Regions from separate parts of the Sus scrofa genome. Here regions 1 and 2 are each linked to region 3. A link is a contact called in public Hi-C and HiChIP or PLAC-seq data. All regions are on one chromosome and are shown on one strand. The core of a region is the stretch at or near the end of the contact, and the rest is flanking DNA. Distances in the headings are between cores, read along the strand shown. Region 1 holds the start of CAB39 (calcium-binding protein 39). Region 2 has its middle 47 kb from the start of CAB39. Region 3 overlaps CAB39 (calcium-binding protein 39).

The links. Hi-C and Micro-C count contacts between places; a contact is called where the count stands out from the background. HiChIP or PLAC-seq counts read pairs in DNA pulled down with a chosen protein or histone mark.
Region 1: a contact with region 3 is called in an H3K27ac HiChIP or PLAC-seq map of alveolar macrophages. The contact joins the promoter of CAB39 here to the enhancer-like site in region 3. A contact is called at or near these places in 2 of 5 promoter capture datasets (fetal liver and liver), 18 of 47 Hi-C or Micro-C datasets (alveolar macrophages, blood, embryonic fibroblasts and 7 more) and 2 of 2 datasets of contacts at active chromatin or transcription factors (alveolar macrophages and skeletal muscle).
Region 2: a Hi-C map of liver shows a contact between it and region 3, with 4 times the contacts expected there. The contact joins two enhancer-like sites. A contact is called at or near these places in 1 of 5 promoter capture datasets (liver), 31 of 47 Hi-C or Micro-C datasets (alveolar macrophages, blood, brain and 14 more) and 2 of 2 datasets of contacts at active chromatin or transcription factors (alveolar macrophages and skeletal muscle).

What each region holds. Positions count from the first base shown.
Region 1 is chr15:131,491,238-131,496,080 of Sscrofa11.1, reverse strand. It overlaps CAB39 (calcium-binding protein 39), which reads right to left and starts at 3,506. Exons shown (of 9, transcript XM_021075733.1): 1 at 3,128-3,506.
Region 2 is chr15:131,443,634-131,448,181 of Sscrofa11.1, reverse strand. No RefSeq gene overlaps it. Among named protein-coding and RNA genes, the nearest start is that of CAB39, 47 kb to the left of the region's middle. Within about 2 kb of position 1,806, at least 14 of the 83 cell types and tissues checked have an H3K27ac peak or open chromatin away from gene starts, as enhancers often do. A contact at or near this core is called in alveolar macrophages, liver, retroperitoneal adipose tissue and 1 more, where this site is marked.
Region 3 is chr15:131,560,635-131,565,228 of Sscrofa11.1, reverse strand. CAB39 (calcium-binding protein 39) reads right to left here. Exons shown (of 9, transcript XM_021075733.1): 4 at 3,330-3,448. Among named protein-coding and RNA genes, the nearest start is that of ITM2C, 52 kb to the left of the region's middle. Within about 2 kb of position 2,483, at least 34 of the 83 cell types and tissues checked have an H3K27ac peak or open chromatin away from gene starts, as enhancers often do. A contact at or near this core is called in alveolar macrophages, embryonic fibroblasts, liver and 4 more, where this site is marked.

The DNA of each region.
Region 1 (4,843 bases), core at 2,257-4,756, 70 kb after region 3:
GTCGTGGCGCAGTGGTTAACGAATCCGACTAGGAACCATGAGGTTGCAGGTTCGGTCCCTGCCCTTGCTCAGTGGGTTAATGATCCGGCGTTGCCGTGAGCTGTGGTGTAGGTTGCAGACGCGGCTCGGATCCTGCGTTGCTGTGGCTCTGGTGTAGGCCGGTGGCTACAGCTCCGATTCGTCCCCTAGCCTGGGAACCTCCATATGCCGCAAGAGCGACCCAAGAAATAGCAAAAAAAAAAAAAAAAATCAAATAATAACATTATAAAACCAAGCTCCATACTTAAACTGGGCTTTCTTAGCTATTCTTTTATATTAACCTTATGAAAATTTATACAGTCTAACTCAACATCTCATTTTTTATATACATATACATATATATATATATATATGATGCCATGAGAAACAGAAACATAGACCTCATTAATACATTTCAGATTATAAAGCACAAAGAAAAAAATGGTTTAAATAAGACCCCGCTAAAGTGATCTGCATTGATTGAAAGAAAAAAGCCCCTTTTGTTACAGCAGCACATTACTTCATGACAAATTCTCTATTTTACTAAAGAAAGACCAATACAAAAACTAAATACATCTATCCTGAATCTCTGTGATGTCATGATCACAGTAGTTAACCTATATGGACAGCCCCAGTATAAAGACTATTTTTAGGGGTGGGGTGCAAAGAGGAGGTACGCCAGGCATGGGAGATACAGCAGCTATGAAAGCAACCTTTCTATAGTGCCTTTTAAAAAATACATCCCCTCATACAGCACACATATGTGACCTCTTCCATATCTGATGACAACACCTCCAAGTAATAAAATCTTTCTTTATTCAATAAGCAACAGGATCCAAATCTTGATCCTGTCAATAAATATACTTCAAACAAGAAAAAGCTTGGAGAAAGCCGTCTACAGCAGTAGATATTAAACATGACTACATTTTGTCTGAGGTAAATAATGCAAACATGTCAGAAAAAAATACACTTAAGAAGCTTCCCTTACACTTGGTTAAAAAAATTTTTATTTATTCATTAAAATTTTTTAGATTTATGTATTCATTTCTGGCCATGGTCCGCAGTGCCATGGTGAGGGATCTCAGTTCCCAGACCAGGGACTGAACCTGGGCTGCAGTGGTGAAAGTGCCCAATCCTAATCACTAGACCACCAGGGAACTCCCCTAAAAACCTTTTATATGGAGATATTTAATGACAAAAAAAGGAAAGCCTAATAGAAGATATATACTTTATAGATGACTTCATTAAGAGAAAAATAACATAAGAAGACTGAAAAGGAAATACGAAAAAATGTTAACAGTAACAAAATCTAAGTGGTAAGATTACAGCTAAGATAATTTTTTAAAATTCTATGTACTTCCTGCATTCTACAAGCCTTTTCACCTGAGAGAAGTTGACATTCACTTGTCATATGAGCAAACAACAAAGTTCTTACAAAACCAAAAAGGTTCTAAGCTGCTTCCATAGATCATATTTCTAAACTTCAAATACAGCTGCTAATTATTTGCTAGTGATATGGGTGAAAAAAAAGAAACAAAGTAAAGCCTCAGATTTTCACCTCTGGCTCGCCTATAAGAATTTTCACAACTAAAAACTAATAAAGAAATTTTTACCTAAAAAAAGTTCTATGTTACTAATCTTCTGGGATACAAAGTTGGACAGTCTGATTTTTTAAACCATCAACGTAGATGGCCTTACCCAAAAGCCAACTCAAAGAAGTGATGTTCAGCTCAGTAATTCCAAAATGCAGACACCTAATACAGAGCGCTGGAAGTTCTGATGCATTTTAGTGAAGAGCACCAAGAGAAACACCTTACGTGCAGATGAGCTTATTTTATATACATCTTTCCCTCACTTCTTAAGAGCCTAACATCGAATGAAGCTTTGCACAAAAGGTATTTTGCTTAGCCTGGACGTGGATTTATTTGAATATCCGGAAAGCTGTCAAAATCGATCTCAAACTGCATGACGTTCAAGGCACAGAACGTCAGTTCTGTACTGGGCCTCCTTCTCTCCTTTCTTTCATAAGAGCGCCTTTAACATCTCCTAGCTTACATTTCCGGGCCCATGAGTCACTGAGAAATGAGCTCTAAGTTACCCTTAGAATGCCACTCAAATAGCTCCTCTACGGCATTCAAGGATCTGCCCCCCAACTCTTTGGCCTACCCCCCACTGCCCCCCACGACAAACTGCATTATCTACTATTTCCGACTATGCCTTTTTACCTTTGTCCTCTAGCGTTGCTGCTCCTCCAACACACTGCTCCTCTTCTGCAACCCTCCTCTCTCCCAAATCCCATCTGGCCTTCAAGACCCCACTTTGCACAGCCTCGCCCAGGAAGCCTTCAGATTTCTGCTAGGCGGAAGTGATCGATCGGGCCGGTCTTCTCCGGGTACCCTTCTAGCATTTTGTAGTTCTTTCATAGGACTTATCATCTCCTTCCTGGTATCGTAGTCATTTGTGTACTCGCCTTATCACCCACGCCAGAATGTAAGCTCCTCGGGGGAGGGGACCGCGAGCCGGGGTTCACCTTCGAATCCCTCCGGCGCGGACCGACCAGAGCGCCTGCAGGCAGTCAGCGAGCAGGCTGGTTCAACCGACCTCGGGAACGCTCTGGCCGCACAATTCCTAACCAGAAAACAGTTAGGCATCTTCCCGAAATGCAGACCACAGAGATGCTATCTGCCTCCCGATAACAGGAAGTTTACCAGGGGCCAGGAGCAAGGTGGCCGGATCCCTTGCGCGGCGGGAGTGACAGTTGGCCCGGCCCGCACTCGCCTGCCCTCGGGGCTCCGGCCGCGAACGCCCCCATGCCGCCAGCCCCGCCAAAGAACTGCGGAGGGCTTGCAGGAGAGCGTGGCGCCCCGCAGCCCCGGCTGCAGGCCCCTGGGCGCCGAGCCGGCGAGGACGACGAGGGGGGTAGGCTCCGCGAGGGGCCCGGGCCGGGCGGAGAGGGCAGACCGGGCCGCTCCCGCCGATACCGGGCCGGGGCCGCCTCCACCACCCGAGAAAATGGAGGCAGCCCCGGGCCGGTGACGGGCCGGGCAGGGCAGGCGGAAGCCGGGCGGGCGTCCACGCCGCGAGCTGGGTCGGGCCGGGGGTCACTCACGGAGCTGGGCCGGGCGGCTCCCTCTCAGCCTCCGCGTCGTCGCCGTCCCCGTCCTCGGCCGCCGACGCCTCGGGCTGCTCGCTCGGTCCCCGCGGCGCGGCTCGGCCGCTCGGCCCCTCCGTTGTCTTCCGCCCGCTCCTGCTCCCAGCGACAGGATCCCGCGGCGGCGGCGGCGGCTGCGCGGGCGGACGGCGGCCCAGGGGCTCCCGCGGCGGCCGCCGCACTGCTGCGCTCGCTCGCTCTCTTGGGCTGCGGCTACGGCTCTGCTGCGGGGCCCCGCGCCGCCTTCACCCTCGCTTTCGCCCGGCTCCCGGAGGCTCAGTCTCTCCCAGGCCGCGCCGCTCCCCGCTCCCGGCCCGAGCCCGGCTTTGACGTGCGCACTGCGCAGCCGCCGAGGGCGCGACGTCGGGCGGCGCCGCAACGCCCCCTTCAGCCTCGGGCGCCCCCAGGCGGCTGGGCGGACTCGGGCGTAGGAGTCCGCGCTGAGGCCTGAGGCGGAGGCGGCTGGGGGAAAGCGGAAGCAGAGGGGAAGAGTTCCTCTCCTTTCACCTGCCACTGAAGTGTTGGTGCCCAGCCGCTTCTCTGCCTCAGCGCTCTTGCCAGAGGGATCCTAAATCCACTTTGTGCGACCACTTCCTGAACTCTTAACAAAGCTTCGTTTCGGCTAAAGGCCAGGGACCAAGTTGTGCAGATTGATTCCTTCATACTTGCCAGAGACGGATCACTCTCATTTTAACATCCTCCAAGAGAGCGTAGAAAGTGATAGAATGATCACTCTTAATAGGATTCAAAGCCTGGATTTAAACCTCAACTCCACCATTCAGTCACCATAGGCTATTGCCTGACTCCATTCCTATGTTCTTCCACTCTCTCTCTCTCTCTCACACACACACACACACATGCACAAATATAAGAGTACATACAGTACCATAAGTTTATGAGGATGAACGAGACAATGCATTGCAAAGCTCTGACAACAGACTCTGGTACATGAACATGCCACACGTGTACATTTTTGTTTCTTTAATTTGCAATCGAACAGGTGTTCTTGAGTATCTGCTGTGTGCCAGGCACTCTTCTAGATAGTGGAGCAGTGAACAAAAGAGACCCTGCTCCTGAGACAATAAATAAATAAACAGACATATGTATGACATTAGATGCTTTTCAGTGTTATGGAAATTGGGCTAAGGAGGGGAGAGAGTGCAGGCTATTGCTGTTTACAGCGCTCCTGCTGTGAGATATGTGTATGGAAAGGCAGAGGGAACAGCCAGGACAAAGCCCCTCAGGTGGGATACCTTGCAGCAAAACATGACCCCTGGGAAAGGGGAGTGGATGGAGATGAGGGAAGAGGGGAGACCCTATAGGCTAAAGTGAGGACTTTGGCTTTTACTCTGAATGAGATGGGGAGCTGTTTGGAGGGGTTTGAGCAGAGAAAGGATGTGGTCTAATATTTCAAAAGGATAACTCTGATTGCGGTGTGAAGACCAGCCTGAGCGGCCTGAGGGCTTCAGCCAGGACATCAGTTAGAAGTCTTCTGAAATAATCTGGTGATAAGAAGACTGGCAAGACCCAGGATGAAAGCAGTGGAAGCCTAAAGAAGTGGTCAGGTTCTAGACACATTTAAAAGGTAGAGCTGACCTGATGTTGCTGGTCTCTGAGGGGTTTTTTGGTTTGTTTGTTTTCTCAAGCAACTGGAAGATAAAAATTTGGTGAAAT
Region 2 (4,548 bases), core at 557-3,056, 120 kb after region 3:
GCAGAGGGATGCAAGAGAGAGCTTTGGAGGTCAGCCAACGGATCCCTCAAAACACAGATGCTCCATTCTTCTTTAGTCTATGGGGCAGCCCCTTCTGAATCTGCAGATCACGGAATGTTACTAGGCAAGCCATGGGTGCCCCGCTCTCCTCTCCGGGGTTTAGGAGTGAGGGCTCCCAAGCTTGCTGGACACAAGGTCTGTATCCAAGATTCAGGTGAATTTTTATATACTAGAAACAAATTAGCAGAAGTAAAAATTGGGGAGAGGTAAGAATGGATTGGGAGCTTGGGATTGGCATATGCACATTATAGTGTATGGAATGGGTGGCCAATACAACATATTTCCTTGTATAGCACAGGGAAGTCTACTCATTATTCTGTGATCACCTATATGGGAACTGATGTGTGTGTGTATAATTGAATCACTTTGCTGGACAGCATAAATTAACACAACATTGTAAATCAATGATACTTCAATACAGTTAAAAACAGTTAAACTATTTTGAGATAGCATTTACTATGTTTAATGTGTCAGAGCACTCATCTACTCCTTTGGGGTTTGTATTTTGTATCTTCTTCAATAAATCTTCCTCTGTTCTAAAATCATAAAGTGTTTATTTTAAAATTTTCAAAATTTTTTTTTTTTTAAATTAGTATCGTGTACAACAGCTGGGGTAGGACTATGGTAAAGCTAGAGCAGCGCCAAGGGTGCAAAATCTGGAGTTCCCGTTGTGGCACAGTGATTAACGAATCCAACTAGGAGCCATGGGGTTGCAGGTTCAATCCCTGGCCTTGTTCAGTGGGTTAAGGATCCGGCATTGCCGTGAGCTGTGGTGTAGGTCGAAGACGCGGCTTGGATCTGGTGTTGCTATGGCTGTGATGTAGGCTGGTGGCTGTAGCTCCAATTAGACCCCTAGCCTGGGAACCTCCATATGCCGCCAGTGAGACCCTAGAAAAGACAAAAAAAAAAAAAAAAAAAAAAGGGTGCAAAATTTAAAGAGGTTTTCCCGGTTCTTTTCATCTCTTGCCTTACTCTAATCCTGGCTGTAGGAACGTATCAGAAAATACCAGATAGGGAGTTTCTCTTGTGACTCAGTGGGTTATGAACCCAACTAGTATCCATGAGGATGCGTCTTCGAACACTGGCTTCACCTGTGGGTTAAGTGTCTGGCATTGCTGCGAGCTGCGGTGTAGGTTGAAGATGAGGCTCCAATCTGGCATGGCTGTGGCTGTGGCCTAGGCCAGCAGTTGCAGCTCTGATTCAACCCTTAGCCTGGGAACCTCCATACGCTGCGGGTGCGGCCCTGAAAAGAAAAAAAAAAAAAAAAAAAAAGAAAAGTGGGTCATTTGAACATCCACGTGGAAAAAATTAATCCTGAACCCTACCTCACATAATATACATTAATTAATTTGAGGATGGAGCATCGTCCTAAACACGAAAGTTGAAAACAATAAGTGCTAGGGTATAGCTTAACCTTGGTGGCGGTGGTATGACTGCCTAAACTTGTCAAAAGCGTGTCCCCTTTGTGACACTTCATCCAGCTATAAATTTAGGTTTTATGTTCTTCTCATCTATGAATTATAGCACACAATGCAATTTATTTAAAAAGCCAACAAAAGTGTCAGAACTACTCATGAAAATGATTATTACATTGTACTGGGAGTACATTACACTTCAGTAAGAAAATGAACCAGCAAAGTCAGGAAAGTTATTGGGCCGATGAGAGCTGTCCTGGACCAGGCACCGGGTCCAGCGTGATGAACTGTGATCACGCGAGCCCTGCCCCCTGCACAGTTCATCCCATTCCGAGGATGTCATAAGAGGAAGCAGAAGGGCGAGGAGGCAGGAAGAAGTCAAAAGAGTGGGGAGATGAGTATCTGACTCGGTTTAGATTCAGTTTCAAGATGTGACGAGCAGGCAGAAGAGATTGGAAACCCCCGGCTGCCTCCTGTGCCCAGGTTTTAGACGGAGAGTCAGTTATGAGTGAAACCAGAACACTGGTGTGATTGATGTATTGAATGGATAAGCGGCGAGCCGCCCTTTTGTCCCCTCAGGACGACTCATCTGCTCTTTGAAATCATCTCTTTCCCTGGTGTCTTGGTTTGCACTTCCCCAGAGAATGTCAGTGCCAGCCGCTGGTGTGGAGGCAACACCAGGAGGCACAGGTGAGGGGTGGGGGTGAGGGAGTGAGCTAGGAAAGGGAAGGAGCCAGTGAGGAGGCCGTTTTCAGGGCCAGGTCTCCCAGAGCCATCTGGAGGGCTGAGAAGCCAGCGGCCTCCTGCCCCTCCCTGGTTGACCACTGCTTCCAGGCTGTGCGTTCTGCAGCACCTCTGCTCTGCCTCGCTGCTCAAGGCTGGGATGCCAGCCCAGAAAGATCAAAGCCCTGACCCAGAGTCTTGGGTCTTGGCAACACACAGCCTTCCTGCATAGGGTTAATTCCAAGGTATATGGGCTTGACAGTGGCCAGTATTAAATCTGCTTAAAATCTGAGGAGGGCCCATAGTTTTCGTGGTCCTTCTAATCACAAGAAAAGACTCCTCTTACTGATCAAAAAAAGTCTGGTCTGCTCTAATATTCGATACTTTATTGCACTTAAGTCCTCTTTCTGACATTAGGTGGGGCATGCCGTCGTTGGGTCACCAGCGGGAAAATGATTTGTTTTTCTTTCTGAATCACTCTTTTCCTGCTTTTCCACCTGTTCTTTTTGGCCTCTGCAGGGCTGAAGTGAGCAGGGGACGAGAAGTAAGGGACAGGACAGGCTTTGTTTGGTTCCATCGTGACTTGGTTCTGGCGTTCTTTGAACAGGGTAGATGTCCCGTTGCTGGATTATTTTCTCAGGGAACATCTGCGGGTTGTGGGGGGGGGGGGCGCTCTTCAGAGATTCTACCCTTGCTGGGGTGTCTTACACCTGGAGTTACCTTGAAGTGGGAAATGGCTCCCCCTGCTGGTCAACTGTTGATCAGCGCAAGGCTCCCCTTCTACTTTCTGATTCATTCCGCTGCAGAACTTCTGTGTGGTTCTCCTGGGCTGACTCTTTCTCAAGAAGATCTGGTCTGGCTTCCTTCAGCCAGTCCACCCCTGGCCCAAGGAAGATGCATCTCCATCCTTGTCCCATCAGGCTGTCGAAGTACAACCATTCCCATTCCCACTATATCATGTCTCTTCCTGCAAGCTGCCAGCTTCCTATAACTCATAGGGGGTGTTCAGCCACAGCCTCTCATCTTTAGAGTTTGTGGATGTGATTCCAGCCCTGTGTCCTTCGTGTCTAACCTTCCAAGAGTTTCTCTTAAAGCCCCTTTTACTCACTTGATGTGGTACATACTGCCTTGCGATGCCAGCTCGTCAGCTAGAAGCTTTAGGTTGCAGGGAATGCAAAATCCAAGTCACACTGGCTTAATCTCTAAAGCCTCTAAATATTAAGATTGGAGCGTTTCAGGGTAGACGGATGGTTTAAAGATATCTCTAAAGACCCAGAGGCTTTGCGTTTCTCTGCTTTGTACTCACCCTTTTGGCTGGATCTGATGATGGCTCTTGCCAGATACAATTAAGGTTTCATGTTTTCTGGTTCACATCTGGCAGTTTACATCCTTCTCCAGAGATCTCTCAGTTCCACCATTCTAAGTGAGGTCCTGAGAGTCACTCTGGCTTGGATTAAGGTACATGCCCAAGCCTGGACAATGGCTTACCGGTGAGGGAATGGAAGATGCTGATTGGCTAAGCCTATTAGGGTCCAACCTGGTATTGGAAGAAGACCACTTCCTCTGCAGTACGTGGTTCGTGTGCACAAGGGGTAAATACACAAATGAAAATCTGTGTATTGTTAGAGAGGAATGGGTGCTGAGTAGACAACTGTATTAAATTTCCTGGGATTGTTGTAACAAAGTACCCAAAGCTGGGTGGCTTAAAACAGACATTTGTAGTCTCATAGTTTTGGAAACTGGAAGTCTGAAATCAAGATGTTGGCAGGGACATGCTCTCTGACAGCTGGAGGGGAGAATCCTTTCCTGCCTCTTCTAGCTTCTGGTGTTTGCTGGTGAGCTTTGGCGTGCCTTGGCTTGGAGAGGCATCATTCTAGACGCATGGCTGTCTTCTCACTGTGCGTCTTCATGTTGCTTTCTCTCTCTGTGTGTTTCCGTATTCACAAGACGTTCTCTTCTCCTACAAAGATGCCAGTCAGGTGGGATTAAAAGCCCACCCTACCAGCCTATGACTGCATTTTAACTAATTTGCAATGACCCTGTTTCCAAGTAATGCCACCTTCTGAGATACTGGGGGTTAGGACTTCAATATATCTTTTGAAGATCAAAAGATCACACAATTCAACTCAAAAACAACAAACACCGACTTAAAACTATTCTCACAGCTCATTCTTACACCAAATTATTTAAGGTGATCATATACCTTACTCATCACACTTGAATCCAAAATTAAATTTGTCTATTTCTTATGAGCACTTTTACTTGAAAGAAGAAATATTAACCCTCTCTGAAATTATGCAAAAGTACATACTATCTATTTTAATGATAAATTCCAGAGAGGAGTATCAAA
Region 3 (4,594 bases), core at 1,234-3,733:
CAAACGTCTGGGCTTTAATGCCCAGGCCTCTGCGCATCCTACCTCCTCCTCTGGGTGGGCACCATCTCCCACTAGCCCGCAAAACACCCCGATTACCCCCTTATTGTTGCCAGTCACCGTGTCCATTCCTGCCTTGTACTTACTCTTTTTTTTTTTTGGCCTAAGCCACTTCTAACTATCTGGAGCCTCAATCCTAAATCCAACCATCGCTGTAACCAACCCTTGCCTTATTGGTTAAACCCACATTTTATCGCCTGAAATCCTACAGGAGTGTTACTTAGCATTACTCTTTGGTTGCACACATGGTCGTCACAGAGCCTCGCAAGACCAGAGCGGCGTTCCTCATGTCACTACGGCATGGCAGCTGCCATGCTGGCCGGCTCTTAGGTGATGAAGTGTCCGCTCACAAAAGGGCTGATGAGACAATTCATCTTTGCTGATCTGAAACAGGCTAGGAGACTAGAAGGACAAGAGTAAGGCACCTTGGTACAACAAGCTGGGCAGGTTTTGATGGCAGTTTGTCAAGTTTGTCTTAAATGATTAAACCGTAAACCAACGAGTACAAGGCAAACAGTGACGCTGTGAAACCTGTTAGCAGAGTGGAGAGCACACTAACATTTAAGTCGCCAGTGGAACAACGGCTGCCTCCAAATGCAGACTAACACTGGCAACGAGACTACTTCCAAATGCACACTAACACTGGCAGCATAACGCCCCCAAATGTCTCATATCAAAGCACTTACAGACTGAGAGGATAATACAGTGCATGAAAGTAGTCCAAACTAATTAACCAACAAGGGTAGAGAAATCTTAAAAAGACAGTTCACAGGGCTCCTGGAAGAAATGGCTCTTTCCTAGTCTGAGGCAGGAACCGGTACAAAATGAGCAAGGGACATCTCGTGCCAGACAGCAAGGAAGCTACTATCACAGACGAATGGGTTCTTGCCAAAAGCACACAGAACCAATGGGAAGGAGCTCCCAACAGCCCAAGGATGGGGAAATCTGGATATGACTGCAATGGATTGAGACACATCAAACATATTTCAAAACCCCCTAAAATGTGAATTCAAATAATGCTTAAAACAATAACATACTCATTGCTCATCTAAGGCAAGAGCATCAACTGATCATACTAAAAAATGATATTTAAAGCAAACAAAAAAATCAAGCATCTATTCTGTGTTTCCCACAGAGGTCACTGACGAGGAACAAAACACACGTAATAGATGGAGAAGGAGCAAGAGAGTTAGGAGATCGCCGCTCTGAATCCAGACGACGACCATCAGCGGATGCTAAGACTGTGCGGTGGGGGCTTGACGGAGAAGTTCAAGGTGGGCAGTTTGGACTGACAGCACCGACATCCACTCATCCACTGAAACATCACCACAGCAGGACGGCCAGAGTTGCCCAAGAGGAAGTATACTGCCCCACCCACGAAGAATTCTTGCTCCCCAAACCGAAGAACTTAAAAGAAGACAGAGGAACTTGATTACGGGTGAAACCGCAGGGCGCCAGGCCAAAACAGGTGATTTTTCTCCAAAATCAATGACCCAGTTGCTTCAGCAAATAAATGGTATTAAAAGAAGAGGGTAGAAACTACTATAGATTAAAAGAGAGTTAAGTCACATCAACCAAATTCAGGGTGTGGACCTTGCTGGAAAACTGATTTAAACTAACTGAAAACGACATTTGGGGGGGAAAATCACGGAACTCTGAACACTGACAGGGTATTAGATAATGTTGGGCTTCTCAACGATATTGCGACTACAGTAAAAACATCCTTTCTGTGTTATGTGCTACGGATGCACACTGAAGTGACGTCGCATGTGAGGAGGAAGCAAGGAGACAAAGAACAGATGAAACAAGAATGACAAAAAGTTGGTAACTGTTGAAGCCTGGTGATGGGTAGAAAGGGTTTGTTATGCGATGCCCTCGAGTTTTACGCATACTTTGCACAATAAAAACTAAAAAGGGCGGGAGGCGGGTTCTGTGGGGTTGGCTTCTGCAGGCTCCTTGCCTTCCTAAGCGGAGGTTTCTGCTCTGGCCAGCTCAGCCGAGCGCGTCAAACCTTTCTTTAATTACCTCTAGAGTCTTCCTTTACATCCTATGTAACAACGTTCACATCACAGCCCTGGCTACTCCGAGGTGAAAAACAGAGGCAGAGTTAACGAATGCTCAGATTTTAATCATCATGGCTTTCTACGGGAAAAGGAGAAATTGGCTTTCAAGATACATAAAGGCATCTGGAAGCTGCTCTAAGAACATCAAATTTCAGATTACTCACTACATGTTCACACACGCAGCTCTGGACTGATACAACAACAAAAATCAGATGCCAAAAATTCTGTATGGCAACATCTGAAGAAGCAACTCACAACTAGAAAGAAGGAAACAGAACGCTGGCATCCAACACATGCACTGACTCATGCTTTGTCTAAACAAGTTTGAACTTGGGGGAAGTGTTAAACCACAGAGATATGAATCAGAGTGAGGCAAGCTATAAAACCAGGGGTAGGACAGCAGGCTGATTCACGCCAACAGTCATGCCAGTAAAATGCCTGCCCGCCAATCTAACAGAACCCCAGCAAATGTACCCCATACCCAGAGCTGGCAAACAACTCTGCTGTGAAACAACAGGAGGCTGCCTTGCCAATCAGTGATGAGGGAGAAGGGTTTTTGTTTTTTTTTTTAAAGCTTCAATTTTAAGGCTCTTTTGGGTTTTGATTTTTTTTTCGAAACTGGCAGGCTACCCAAAGAAAAATGCCTATGTAGTCCAACAATAATTCTAGGAAGATGCACTGCAAATTACCAAATTAAGCGGTGGGTTAGTGAGGGGACACACACAGGTGAAAAGCAAAGGGAAGCACGTCATAAACATGTGCTTTGCTGACTGAGCAACGTCAAGGTACACAGCAGCCATGTCCACGAACCAGGCGGGCTCGTTCACCGCCGCAGAGTGCACATGCACCTCCAAAGAGGTCTTTAGATACACAACTTAACTGACGTGTCACGCCATTAAGGTTTTTTAACATCTTAGGGAACAGAAGTAAGATGACAGAGGATTTTTTTTTTCTCTTCAGTCACATATGATTTGAGAGTTCGAAGGCCCACAATTCTCCTGACTTTAAAATCCCACGGGCATTTTCGAAGTCAGTTTAGTGCACAGGTTGAATTGAAGGAGGGAAATACGTTCAAGAACTGTGGAAAAGTGAGCTGATCAAACGACGGAGAAAACACTTGCCCACATTCACCATCCTGCTTTTGTCCAAGGCCATCTTTGCTTTTCATTTTTCAAGCCAAAAACATACATTTTAGTACATTATACATACCCTTTCAATAACATGAACAAAATATTCTGTTGGGTGCAGATGTATTCAACAGTAGGAGTTCTTGTACCAATTTGTCTTCTGAGAATGTTGTTGAAAATTTGAGCCACATCTTTTTTGCCCTATTAGGGAGACAAATATATTTACCTGACTCAATACCAAAGTGCCCATTCATTCTCCCAAACAAACTCAAATCAAGGCACTGCACATTCATAATTATGATTGAATTCTCATTTAAAATGTTCATAGACATAGTCAATTTTCTTATTTCTTCCATTATAATTCTAAATTCTAAGTTTAAGAGTAAAATTATTTTTGACATGAATAATGTGTTGACAAAGTGAAATCTTATTGCATATAATTTCAACCATTTCTAACTCTCAGCATCATGCTGACTCGGATACAAAAAACAAAACCTTGCTATATCCTTACATTGTTCAGCAATCTGACACCTACCCAAATGGAACTAGCAGCTTCAAATGAGATGCTTGTATTGTAAACTATATATACATATAAACTATACACATACACACACACACACATATCCCCAATATATCCAGTCACTCAGGATGATAAACACTGGGGCTTAAAACAAAGCACACCCCTGACAATGAGGCAAAGAGCAGACTGCTCATGACCACTGCCAGAGCCCTTCATTCTAAACATCTCAGGTTAGTTGATTCAGACTGTTCTATTAAATTGACTAAATATCTAACATGGCACCATCTGGCTGAATAAGCTTGGCAACAATCTTCAATGCCTACCAGGGCTGAGCAGGTAACGCAAAGGAGTGCAGTAGGCCCTGCGGGAGAAAAGCCACACCGTCCGCAGCACACCCGAGTGCACACGCACGTGCACACGCAAATGTGGATGCCAACGTCGTGGGCTGAGGGGCCACGCAGGATTACCGGCTCACTGCTGCCAACCACATTTTTCAAGGGAGGCCAGAAATTCAAAATTGCGTCTCAAATCTCCTGCCATTTTAATGTTATCCTGAGCGAAATATTTAAAAGCAATGCCAAGCAAACAAAACACCTAGAATCCCTGCTGTAATGAGGGCTCAGCAGATTAAAAAAAAAACCCAAGCATAAAAAAAAAAAAAACCAACTAGGTGTTCTCTAGAGCTCATCTACCTCAAAAATTCGAACATTCTACGGTCTTCTTTAGATTGTTTATTCCTTGAGAGCCAAGGACCAGTGAATTATGTAAAACAGCGGCTGTTTATTAAATACAACGTATATGGAAGGGCATAATGAATACCTAAAAAA